Regions from separate parts of the Sus scrofa genome. Here region 2 is linked to region 1. Evidence: chromatin contacts called from public HiChIP or PLAC-seq data. All regions are on one chromosome and are shown on one strand. The core of a region is the stretch at or near the end of the contact, and the rest is flanking DNA. Distances in the headings are between cores, read along the strand shown.

Region 1 (5,389 bases), core at 1,888-4,387:
CCGCTCCTCTCTGCCTCCACCCAGACGTCCCCTCAAACACAGAAGTACCTGGCAAATACTTGCTGAGTGACTAAACCCTTTCAGTATTTCTACCGTGAGAGTATACTGTTCTTTCATCCGACTCTCCAGGTTCAAAAGTACATTGGAAAAAGTTCTATATCAAAGCATTCATTCCTAGTAACACAGATTTATCTTTTCTAAAACTTGCAATCACTGAACCAAACTTCAGTGGCTTCACCAACAAGAAAAAAAACTGCAACCACACAAAGAAGGGTCTGTTACATAACCACCCTAACACTGCTAGTACCATTCAACTTCTTTAGGCACAGGATTTATCATTTTATGGCAATTTAGTACTATAAATACTGCCAACACATTTCTTCTCCAAGAAAGAGAGACTGAAAGTGGTCCAGCTTAACCTAAAACTGCCCAGATTCAATTTAACAAGTAGAGGTAAAATTGAATTTTTAAGTTTTCCACAGTAGATACTCAAACACTGCTTGTCAATTTGGATTTTATACGGAATAATTCTATGCGATTCACAGTAAGTCTAAAAAATCTAATGAGGAAACTCTTAGAACCCAAACAGGGTACATGATTAAGGGGATGAATCCTGTCTAAACAATATGAGTTTCCTTAGACAAAAAGGTGGATCTTAAAATTTCACACTAGAGTTGAAGAAAGGACAAACTGAACGACTGCACAAAAGCTACTGCTCAGTTATTCTGCACTCTACTGCTCCTGGGTTTTCATAAAACCAACAAGCTCTAACTTGTAGAAGACTTATGGTAAAGAAAGAGGAAGAAATTAACTTCACAACTAAGGGAGACAGCAAAAGACACTTTTACCTAAGTTAACTGGGCAGGCTTTGCAGTGATTCCAAGAATCAGTTTCCTTTGAGAAAGGTAATTGCGAAAAGCACTTCAACATCGTTTTAAAACTACAGGCTAAAAAACTAAGTAGAAACATTTAATTCCAATTGCCTAAGACACTGACCTTGTTGGGCCCACTTCTTGGCATCCCCCAAAACCAGTGACACAGTATTGGCTGTGTGTGCATTTTCCAACACCTCTGCAGCAACAATATGAACCTGCTTTGAAGACAATTACATCTTAAGTCCTGCCTGAGTTTATTACTGAGAAAAAAAAAAAAAAAAAAAAACACTGGCCTGAAACCACCAACTAATTCTATCAGAGATTCTATCTTCCCATGCAAAAATGAAACAAAGTTCACATTCTGTTTCTTGAAATACCATTATTACTTTAACCCAAAATACTGCTCTAAGAAGTCTGGAATATGAGAGACGTTTCCAGATTCTTTCTGACATGGGCAACCTCTGTATGTTTTGACCACACAGCTAATGAATGCCCCATACATTCACGGGACCACGTTGCCAGTCTCCTTCTACCATAAAAAATGGAGCAGAGAAATGTAAAATATATTACTAAAAGTCCAAGTGGAACACCACAGTCTGGTGCCAAGTCTTTTTTTTTTTCTTTTTTAAGAATTTTCTAAAATAAAAGAGAAATATGGAGAAAAGTGACCTATTTGGGGAGAATATAGCTTAAGCAGAGGAGAGGAGCTTCCAGAATGAAAGGTTGAAGCAATCTTATATAAGATCAATATATAAGTAGTTCATAAATACTTGGTTCTAAGAACGAAGTCAAAACTATAGACAACTTGTATTTCCAACACCCAAACTGGTCATTTCTTCTACATTCGTACAACTAGGTCACTTTTAATTTCTAAGATGTTCAAATCCAGATGAGCAGAAGTCATGAAATTAGAACCCCAGAAGACAAACACTAACCTCCCTGCTGGACCACCTCACTTAAACCTTTCTAAACAGACAAGAACTCAAAGGCCTCCTTCATAAAGCCATTCTGAAGGTTAAAACATTCAGAAAAACTTCCCTGTATTTAGCATAAATCCCTCTTGATGCTTGCTGTAAGTCGATTTCCTCTTCTTTTTCTTCAGGGAAGATGGAAAACAGCTGTTCGACATTCCCTTTCAGGCTCTGTTTCCCTTCCTGCCACCCCCCTCCCCCCCCACCCCATGGGAGAAGTGTAAACACTGCAGGTGATTCCTAAATCCAGCTGGCCCAGCTTGATTATCCACGGGGCTAGTGAGCCTGGCCCCCTTGGTAGCTCCTAGAATGATATCATCCAACTGCCAAGGCCCCAAGAAAAGTTCTTGACCAGAATTTGTGGAATTCCAGAAATCCCTTACTTATAGTCTGTCCTCAGATCCATCCAAACAGCAAAAACACAGCACTGTTTCCAGAAGAAAAGCTGACCGAACTGTAAAGAAGGTAAGCAGTGCTATCCTGCAGTCAGGACGTCTTCACTACTGCGCTCCTGGGTGTCAAGGTCTTGAGTGCACTTTGACCTGCAACATTTTTAAACTACCTGATGATTTGTATCATGCAATCTTGAGTTTCTTATCACTGATCCAACTTTCTGGATGTGAGCTTACTTTAGAAATGCAATAACCTGGAGTTCCCGTCTTGGTTCAGTGGTTAACGAACGCAACTAGCATCCATGAGGACTGGGGTTTGATCCCGGCCTCGAATAGTGGGTTAAGGATCTGGCATTGCCAGGAGCTGTGGTGTAGGTCACAGATGGGAGCTCAGGTCCTGTGTTGCTGTGGCTCTGGCACAGGCCAGTGGCTACAGCTCTGATTCGACCCCTTGCCTGGGAACCTCCATATGCCACCAGTGCAGCCCTAAAAAACAAAAAGACCAAAAAAAAGCAATAACACTTTCAATACAATGTAAAGGAATACTCTAAATGAAGGTGTCAACTTGTAGTCTGTTATTTCTTTAAATGAGTAATTTCACAACATCATCTGCAGTTACTAACATTTTACACTAAAATTTATATATCTAACCTCATGTTGCTAACTCCCACCTCAGGAATTGCTAAGAAATGTCCCCCCCTCCTTTTTTTTTTTTTTGGCAATAGCCATTAGACTCCAACAGTAAAGCCACTATATTGCCTGTGTACTTCATTAATAAAAATATTATAGACCCACAAGCTTGGTGAGCCCATTTCCTTTACAAATTCCTTTTAAGAGCTATGAAATGCTGAGTCAACTTGGTTGTGGTATAACTTCTGCTTGCATTAAATGCCTGTTGCTCATGAGCTAAGTTTGTTACACATGAGAAAAATGCTAAAGTCATGCTTATTATCAGGATGTTTACTCCATATTACTCAAGAGGCAAATCCTGTTCTTTCAGAAATTGTTTACTAACATCAGATGACAACACTTACCAAGGCTGTGTTTATGGAATATCCCAAGGGAGTTGAAACAACTAAAAGGAGGAAGTTCCCTTCGTGGCTCAGTAGTTAATGAACCTAACTAGTATCCATGAGGGTTCGATCCCTGGCCTGGCTCAGTAGGTTGGGGATCCGGCGTTGCCTTGAGCTGTGGTGTAGGTCACAGACTCAGCTCAGATCTGGTGTTGCTGTGGCTGTGGTGTAGGCCAACAGCTACAGCTCTGATTCAACCCCTAGCCAGGGAACCTCCATGTGCTATGGGTGCAGTCCTAAAAAGCAAAAACAAACAAACAAACAAAAAAAAAACCTAGAAGGAAATCCAGGGTAATCTTAAAGCACATGAAAATTCAGTGTCATTTGGAATTAAGGACTGAACCCACCACTCCATTCAAGAAGCCCTTAACAATCTGTTCTTCTCTTTCCAAAGTAAAACCATACTTCTTTTTCGTGTGTGTGTGATCTTCAATTAACTCTGAACACCCACCTCCTGCAGGTTTATACTCTGCTAGACATTTGACAGAGGACCTGAAATCCACACACTCCATAGATTGGAGATTTTGAAATACACAGACATGCAGAAGGAAGCAACAAGTTTCCTGGTAAAGCACCAAAGACCTGAAGCCAACTAGGACCCCTGGGACTTAGAAGAGGCCTCATGATGGAATCCTGATGAGGATGAGAAGAGACAGGCAGAGTGGGAGGTGGTAGCTTTGGTCTGTACAACAGTCCATTTACAGAAGCCTGGGAAGCACATAAACATTCCAGGCAGCTGACAGTTCATGGGCCGTAATGAGTAGTAAAAGGGATAATAAATTAGATCTGTAGGAAAATGAAATGTGGGCATCTTTAACAACATGAATGGAGCAGAGTAGAATTAAATATGCTATTTAGGTTCACCTCATACATAAGGTAGGCACTAATTATTTGTAAATGATAGACAAGTTTTCTCTTACCTTCACAGTATTTCCATTTCTATACCCCTAAAATGAGTATAAGACACCTGCTCCATATCACTCTCCATTTCCTAGGCTAAAATATCAAAATATTAGAATTATTTGAAAAAGAATGTTAAATTACTAGGCAGTTTTAAAATGCAAGCGTTCATGTAGCTGTATGAGCTAAGACTCCTTCCTTCAGCTGTCTAAATGCATACGAATTCATAAGCAAGAGTTTCCTAATGGCCCCTCTTTATTCCAACCCAACACTTTCTACTTTTCTTTCTAGTATGATTCTTTCCTGCAATCTCTCTCCACCATCCCCTAACCAAACCACTTTTTCATATGTAACTAGAAGCTGTGAAACACTAAAGTTAGATGGGTCAGAACCTAGGACTGCATTTATTTACTAACATATATGGAAAGATTTTCTTTAAAGAAAAATTAATTAAAATATTATACACATGATTCAACGTTTAATTTTTAAAAAAGAATTTGCTATTAGAGTTTGGCTTTAGTGTTGACAAGACTTTCTGAAATTCATCCATTTCTAATTATTGCTATCAGCAAATAGCAAACTATTAGCATCAGTGCCTCTGGAATCTAGGGCTTTAATCTCGACTTCCCATTCTGTCCTTAATTCACCATATGAATTTCACTGGAAAATAACTTCTCTTTTTGGTACTCTGGGCTTATGCACTGGCCTAAATGCCATGTGGGGCACTGACTCTAGGTTTAGAGGATTGCATTGTGTCATCCAAATAGCTACTGGTGGAGTTCCCTTTGCAGCTCAGTGGTTAATGAACTCGACTAGGATTCATGAGGATGCAGGTTTGATCCCTGGCCCTGTTCAGTGGGTTAAGGATCTGGGCGTTGCTGTGAGCGGAGGTGTAGGTCAAAGGCGCGGCTTGGATCTGGTGTAGCTGTGGTGTAGGACAGCAACTGTATCTCTGATTCGACCCCTGGTTAGGAACTTCCATATGCTGCAGGTGCAGCCCTAAAGAAAGCAAAAAACCCCAAACCAACAAAAAAATAGCTACTGGTAATCTGGTGACCCCCAAAGAGTTTTATTCTACAAACCACTGTAGGGGAAGATAATGTTAATTCCAAAATGAGAAAATTCTAAGGTATGTAATACAGTAATAAGAACTGGTCTGTCCTCTGATTGGATGCATT
Region 2 (5,078 bases), core at 753-3,252, 130 kb before region 1:
ATTAGGATCTTGAAAAGATATTAGCACTCCTGTATTCAACTGCAACACTATTCAAGATGTGGAAACAACCTAAAAATTGATCAACGGAGGAATGGATCAAGAAATTGTAGTCAATACATAAATAGCATATTATCTAGTCTTTTAAAAAGAAAGAAATTCCCGGAGTTCCCTTCATGGCTCAGGAGTTACCAAACCTGACTAGTATGCATGAGGACACAGGTTTGACTCCTGGCCTTGCTCAGTGGGTTAAGGATCCAGCATTGCCATGAGCTGTGGTGTAGGTTGCAGACGTAGCTTGGATCTGGCCTTGCTGTGGCTGTGGTGTAGGCCGACAGCTATGACCCCTAGCATGGGAACCTCCATATGCCACAAGTGTGGCCCTAAAAGGTAAAAAAAAAAAAATTCTGTAATACAGTTACAGAATGATGAATACAGCATAATTTCCTTTATATGAGGTACCCAAAGTAGTTCAATTTATAGATTCAAAGAGTAGAATGATGGTTGCCAGTGGTTGGGGGAGGGGAGCATCCATGCTTTGATCTCCAGAGTTACTAATCAACAGGTATAAAATTTCAGTTAAGCAAGATGAATGAGTTCTAGAAGTCTATTGTACAACATTGTACAAGCTAACTATAATGTATTGTACACTTAAAAATTTGTTAAAAGGGTAGGTTTCATGCTAAGTGTTCCCACCACAATTTAAAAAAAAAAAAAAAAGCTTAAGAGTTCCCATTATGGTTCAGCGGAAATGAACCTAACTAGGATCCATGAGGATTCAGGTTCAATCCCTTGTCTCGCTCAGTGGGTCATGAATATGGCATTGCTGTCAGCTGTGGTGTGGGTTGCAGATGCAGCTCAGATCCCACGTTGCTGTGGCTGTGGCTTAGGCCGGCAACTGTAGCTCTGATTTGATCCCTAGCCTGGGAATTTCATATTTAAAAAAAAAAAATAAGCTTAAAAGAAACAGATCTGTTTAATATAAAACTAAGAACATATACAACACCCACTTTCCAAATATCTCCTCTCTAAATTTTTCATGTCTTTTTGACCTTTCTGATGTCGTATAAATTCTTCTCTCTTGTCCTGTCCTCAGTGAACCAGAAAAAGATCCACTTCCACGCCTATACAAGATTCCTGCTTATTCATGAAGAGAATATTCTGTCACCCTCACCCTTCTCCTGTGCAGGGTGCTGTCCCCTGGCTTTACTTTCCTTCAAAGGCCTGATTTCCTCTCTCTTAATCATTTTCACTTCTCCAGGAACATTGACAATATCCTTTACGTATGGGAATGGCAACATCCAATTCTAGAGCATTTTAAACACAGAGACAGGGTGAGACTTAGTTATACACTCACTCCCTGATGCTTTGCTTATAATTATTAGCTTCCATTAAAAGGTCTGGCCTTCAATAGCATTATCTCATTAATCCCTGTAAACTCTTGGAGGAGTAGGCAAGTATAAAAAGTTCCAGAGCTGGTGTTAGAGGAAAGTGGGGCAAGGTCAGAGGAAGTCTGCATAGTCCCATGCTGCCCATGGAGCATAGCAGAATAAGGAACAGAACCTAATGGTGTGGCTTTTGCTTGGCTGCTCTCTCAGACCATGCACTTTGACACAACATCATTGTCACCCTTCCCGAGTACCTACTGTATACCTACATACGGTTTCCATAGCAGTCATGATTGCTCTCCTGGTTCCAGAGAAGGAAAGAGAGAAAGAGGATGCATTTGAAGGCAATTGTCGAGGTGAAGAAATCTATGCCTGTATTAGTGAAGTGGTTCTTTTACGAGCTGACTGGTGAAAGACTGCTGGTAGGAACAGATCTGTTGACTTCAGGTCTTACTCTAAACTCCTCTGCCTCTGGGAGGAGACAAGTATGTGACTTCGGGTATTAATGACATGCCCCTCTCTCGTTTGCCTTTTCCACAGGGCAAATGGTCACTCTGTCACTAGGCTTCTGGCAAGTTCCTTTGACCTGCTTTAACCTTAAGTTGCACCATCTAGTGGTTAGAAAAGAAATCTCATGACAAAGGCTATGGATCCAAAAAGTCTTTAGTCAGTCTTACTTTTATATAAAAAAGAGATAGGATGATTCTGAAGTTAACTTCCTGCAATGTTAAACTGTATGCATTTTAAAATGTGATTTTATATGCAAGTTTACTTTTTGTGGTTATTGCCTCATAAGTACAACTATAAATTTTATTTTGTCTTTTTTGTTTTGTTTCATTTTGTCTTTCAAGGCCGCAAGTGCGGCATATGGAAGTTCCCAGGCCAGGGGTCAAATTGGAGCTGCAGCTGCTGTCCTACACAACAGCCATAGCAACAGCAGATCCAAGTGACATCTGTGACCTAAACCTCAGCTCCCGGCAACACTGGATCCTGAACCTACTGAGTGGGGCCAGGGATCAAACTGTCATCCTCATGGATACTAGTCAGGTTTGTTTCCACTGAGCCACAGTGGGAACTCCCCAACTATAGGTTTTTTGTTTTTTTTTTTTGTCTTTTTGCTATTTCTTGGGCCGCTCCCATGGCACATGGAGGTTCCCAGGCTAGGGGTCGAATCGGAGCTGTAGCCACCGGCCTACGCCAGAGCCACAGCAACGCGGGATCTGAGCCACGTCTGCGACCTACACCACAGCTCACGGCAACGCCAGATCGTTAACCCACTGAGCAAGTGCAGGGACCGAACCCGCAACCTCATGGTTCCTAGTCGGATTCGCTAACCACTGCACCACGACGGGAACTCCCCCAACTATAAGTTTTAAATAAGACAAAATTTATAAAAATTGTCAGCAGCATTATAGCATATGATATGCAGCAACAGGTGACATTTAAAAACATGAGTAATACAGTCCTTTTCAGAAAAGTGCAAAGTAATTACCACCTATTATCTATTTTTCCACTACAAGAGGCTTGGGAAGTAAAAAAAGGCATCTCTCATTAGCCCCATTTTACTGATGATGTAACTGAGACTTAGGTGGCGTCACCAAAACACATAGTAAGAAAAGCCAGCTTAGAAGTGATTTCTCCTGACCTTATTCCAGTGCTTTTTCCAAAAATAATTGCTTCTTTAAAATATACCTTTGAATAGGCAGTTCCTCTTGTGGCGCAGTGGAAATGAATCCGACTAGGAACCATAAGGTTGCGGGTTTGATCCCTGGCCTTGCTCAGTGGGTTAAGGATCTGGTGTTGCCATGAGCTGTGGTGTAGGTCCCAGACAAGGCTCTAATCTGGCATTTCTGTGGCTATGGCATAGGCTGGTGGCTACAGCTCTGATTCGACCCCTAGCCTGGGAACCTCCATATGCTGCAGGTGCGGCCCTCAAAAAAAGACAAAAAGACAAAATAAAATATACCTTCAACTAGAACTCTCTCTCTCTCTCTCTGCATATATACACACACAACTGAATCACTCTGCTGTGCTCTAGAAACTAACACAACATTAAATCAACTATACTTCAATAAAAAATAAAATATACCTTTGAAGGTTTTTTTCCTACTATGACCATCATTCTGAGAAAAATGAAAATGTGGAATTTGTGATAGAGTTACCATAACTGATTTTAGTTGTAGTAATGAAATATTAGTTTAACCTAACAGGCATAATTCCTTATGTTTATTATAAGAGCAAGTAGAAAATAAAATTGTACTTCTCTCTGGTTTAAGGTCTAAAAAAGCAACTCCTTAGTTACACAAAAATATATTTCATGGTTTCCAAATGAATTAATGATAAAAGTTTTGTTATTAGAAGAAGCTAATTGGAGATGAACTTGATCATTTACATTAAGACAATCATAAAGGAGAGGCTTGATAAGAAATATTATAATGTTGCTTTTAAAAGTAATTTAGAAGTTCCCACTGTGGCTCAGTGGAAATGAACCTGACTGGTATCCATGAAGATGCGGGTGGGAGTTCCCATCGTGGTGCATCAGAAACGAATCAGACTAGGAACCATGAGATTTCGGGTTCAATCCCTGGCCTGGCTCAGTGGGTTAAGGATCCAGTGTTCCCATGAACTGTGGCGTAGGTTGCAGACGAGGCTCGGATCTGGCATTGCTGTGGTTGTGTTGTAGGCCGGCAGCTGTACCTCCAATTAGACCATGCCTGGGAACCTCCAAATGCCGCAGGTGTGGCCGTAAAAAGAAAAAGAAAAAAAAAAAAAAAGCCTGAGGATGAGGGTTCCATCCCTGGCCTTGCTCAGTAGGTTAAAGATCCATGTTGCAATGAGCTGTGGTGTAGGTCGCAGATGGGCCTCGAATCCAGCGTTGCTGTGGCCTGTGGCTGTGGCAATGGTATAGGCTGGGGGCTGCAGCTCCGATTCAACCCCTAGCCTGGGAACTTCCATATGCTGCACATAAGAAGCTTGGATTCTCTTTGGGTTCAGAGCAGTGGTCTAACCAGTCCAATGTAGTGTAGATTAAAATGTAAGAGTCCACATCCTGCTCAGCCACATTCCCACGATGTGACCTTAAGCAAGTCATTTATCTTATCTGAACGCTGTATCTATTAGAGGAGCCATATCTGTTAGAGGAGCCATCTTCCAGGTACTGCTTCCCTAGCTAACCTCTGGACATGAAACTATAATCATAAGTAGGTGAGTGTGTTGATTGTAGCTTCCAAAGACTCCTTCAGAGCATCCATGCCTTCTAGTTACTGATAATGGTTGCAAATACTTGACCTGACACAAACTCGGTTCATCAAAGCTGGGAAAATTTTTTACTGTCAGGTCAATGTCATTATGATGGTTGCTCTGAGGGACATAGTAGGAAACCATAATTTTTCAGTACAAACATTACATCATTGGTACTGTCCCAATAAGATGAATTTTTTAAATAGAGAAAAATATGATAATAACATATATTACAAATAGAAAAAGACTTGTAAAACTTGAAATTCTCATCCTTATGTTAAAAAACTGAAACTCAATATATTGTGCTTATCGGAAATTCTGGAAAGCAAAGATGAGATTTTTTTCCTTTGAATAATATAAATTGAAAACTTGGAAAGGTAAGAGAACTCGTGACCAACCTTACTGAGAATATCTTTATTATGAAAATAGAGCAACGGAAGTCTGCATTTTAAT

What was found. HiChIP or PLAC-seq counts read pairs in DNA pulled down with a chosen protein or histone mark.
Region 2: an H3K27ac HiChIP or PLAC-seq map of alveolar macrophages shows a contact between it and region 1. The contact joins two enhancer-like sites. A contact is called at or near these places in 1 of 47 Hi-C or Micro-C datasets (embryonic fibroblasts) and 1 of 2 datasets of contacts at active chromatin or transcription factors (alveolar macrophages).

Annotation. Positions count from the first base shown.
Region 1 is chr1:82,000,294-82,005,682 of Sscrofa11.1, reverse strand. All of the region lies in intron 1 of DSE (dermatan-sulfate epimerase), which reads right to left. Among named protein-coding and RNA genes, the nearest start is that of DSE, 6.1 kb to the right of the region's middle. Within about 2 kb of position 3,137, at least 3 of the 83 cell types and tissues checked have an H3K27ac peak or open chromatin away from gene starts, as enhancers often do. A contact at or near this core is called in alveolar macrophages, where this site is marked.
Region 2 is chr1:82,128,620-82,133,697 of Sscrofa11.1, reverse strand. All of the region lies in intron 3 of TRAPPC3L (trafficking protein particle complex subunit 3-like protein), which reads left to right. All of the region lies in intron 1 of FAM26D (protein FAM26D), which reads right to left. Among named protein-coding and RNA genes, the nearest start is that of TRAPPC3L, 14 kb to the left of the region's middle. Within about 2 kb of position 2,002, at least 8 of the 83 cell types and tissues checked have an H3K27ac peak or open chromatin away from gene starts, as enhancers often do. A contact at or near this core is called in alveolar macrophages, where this site is marked.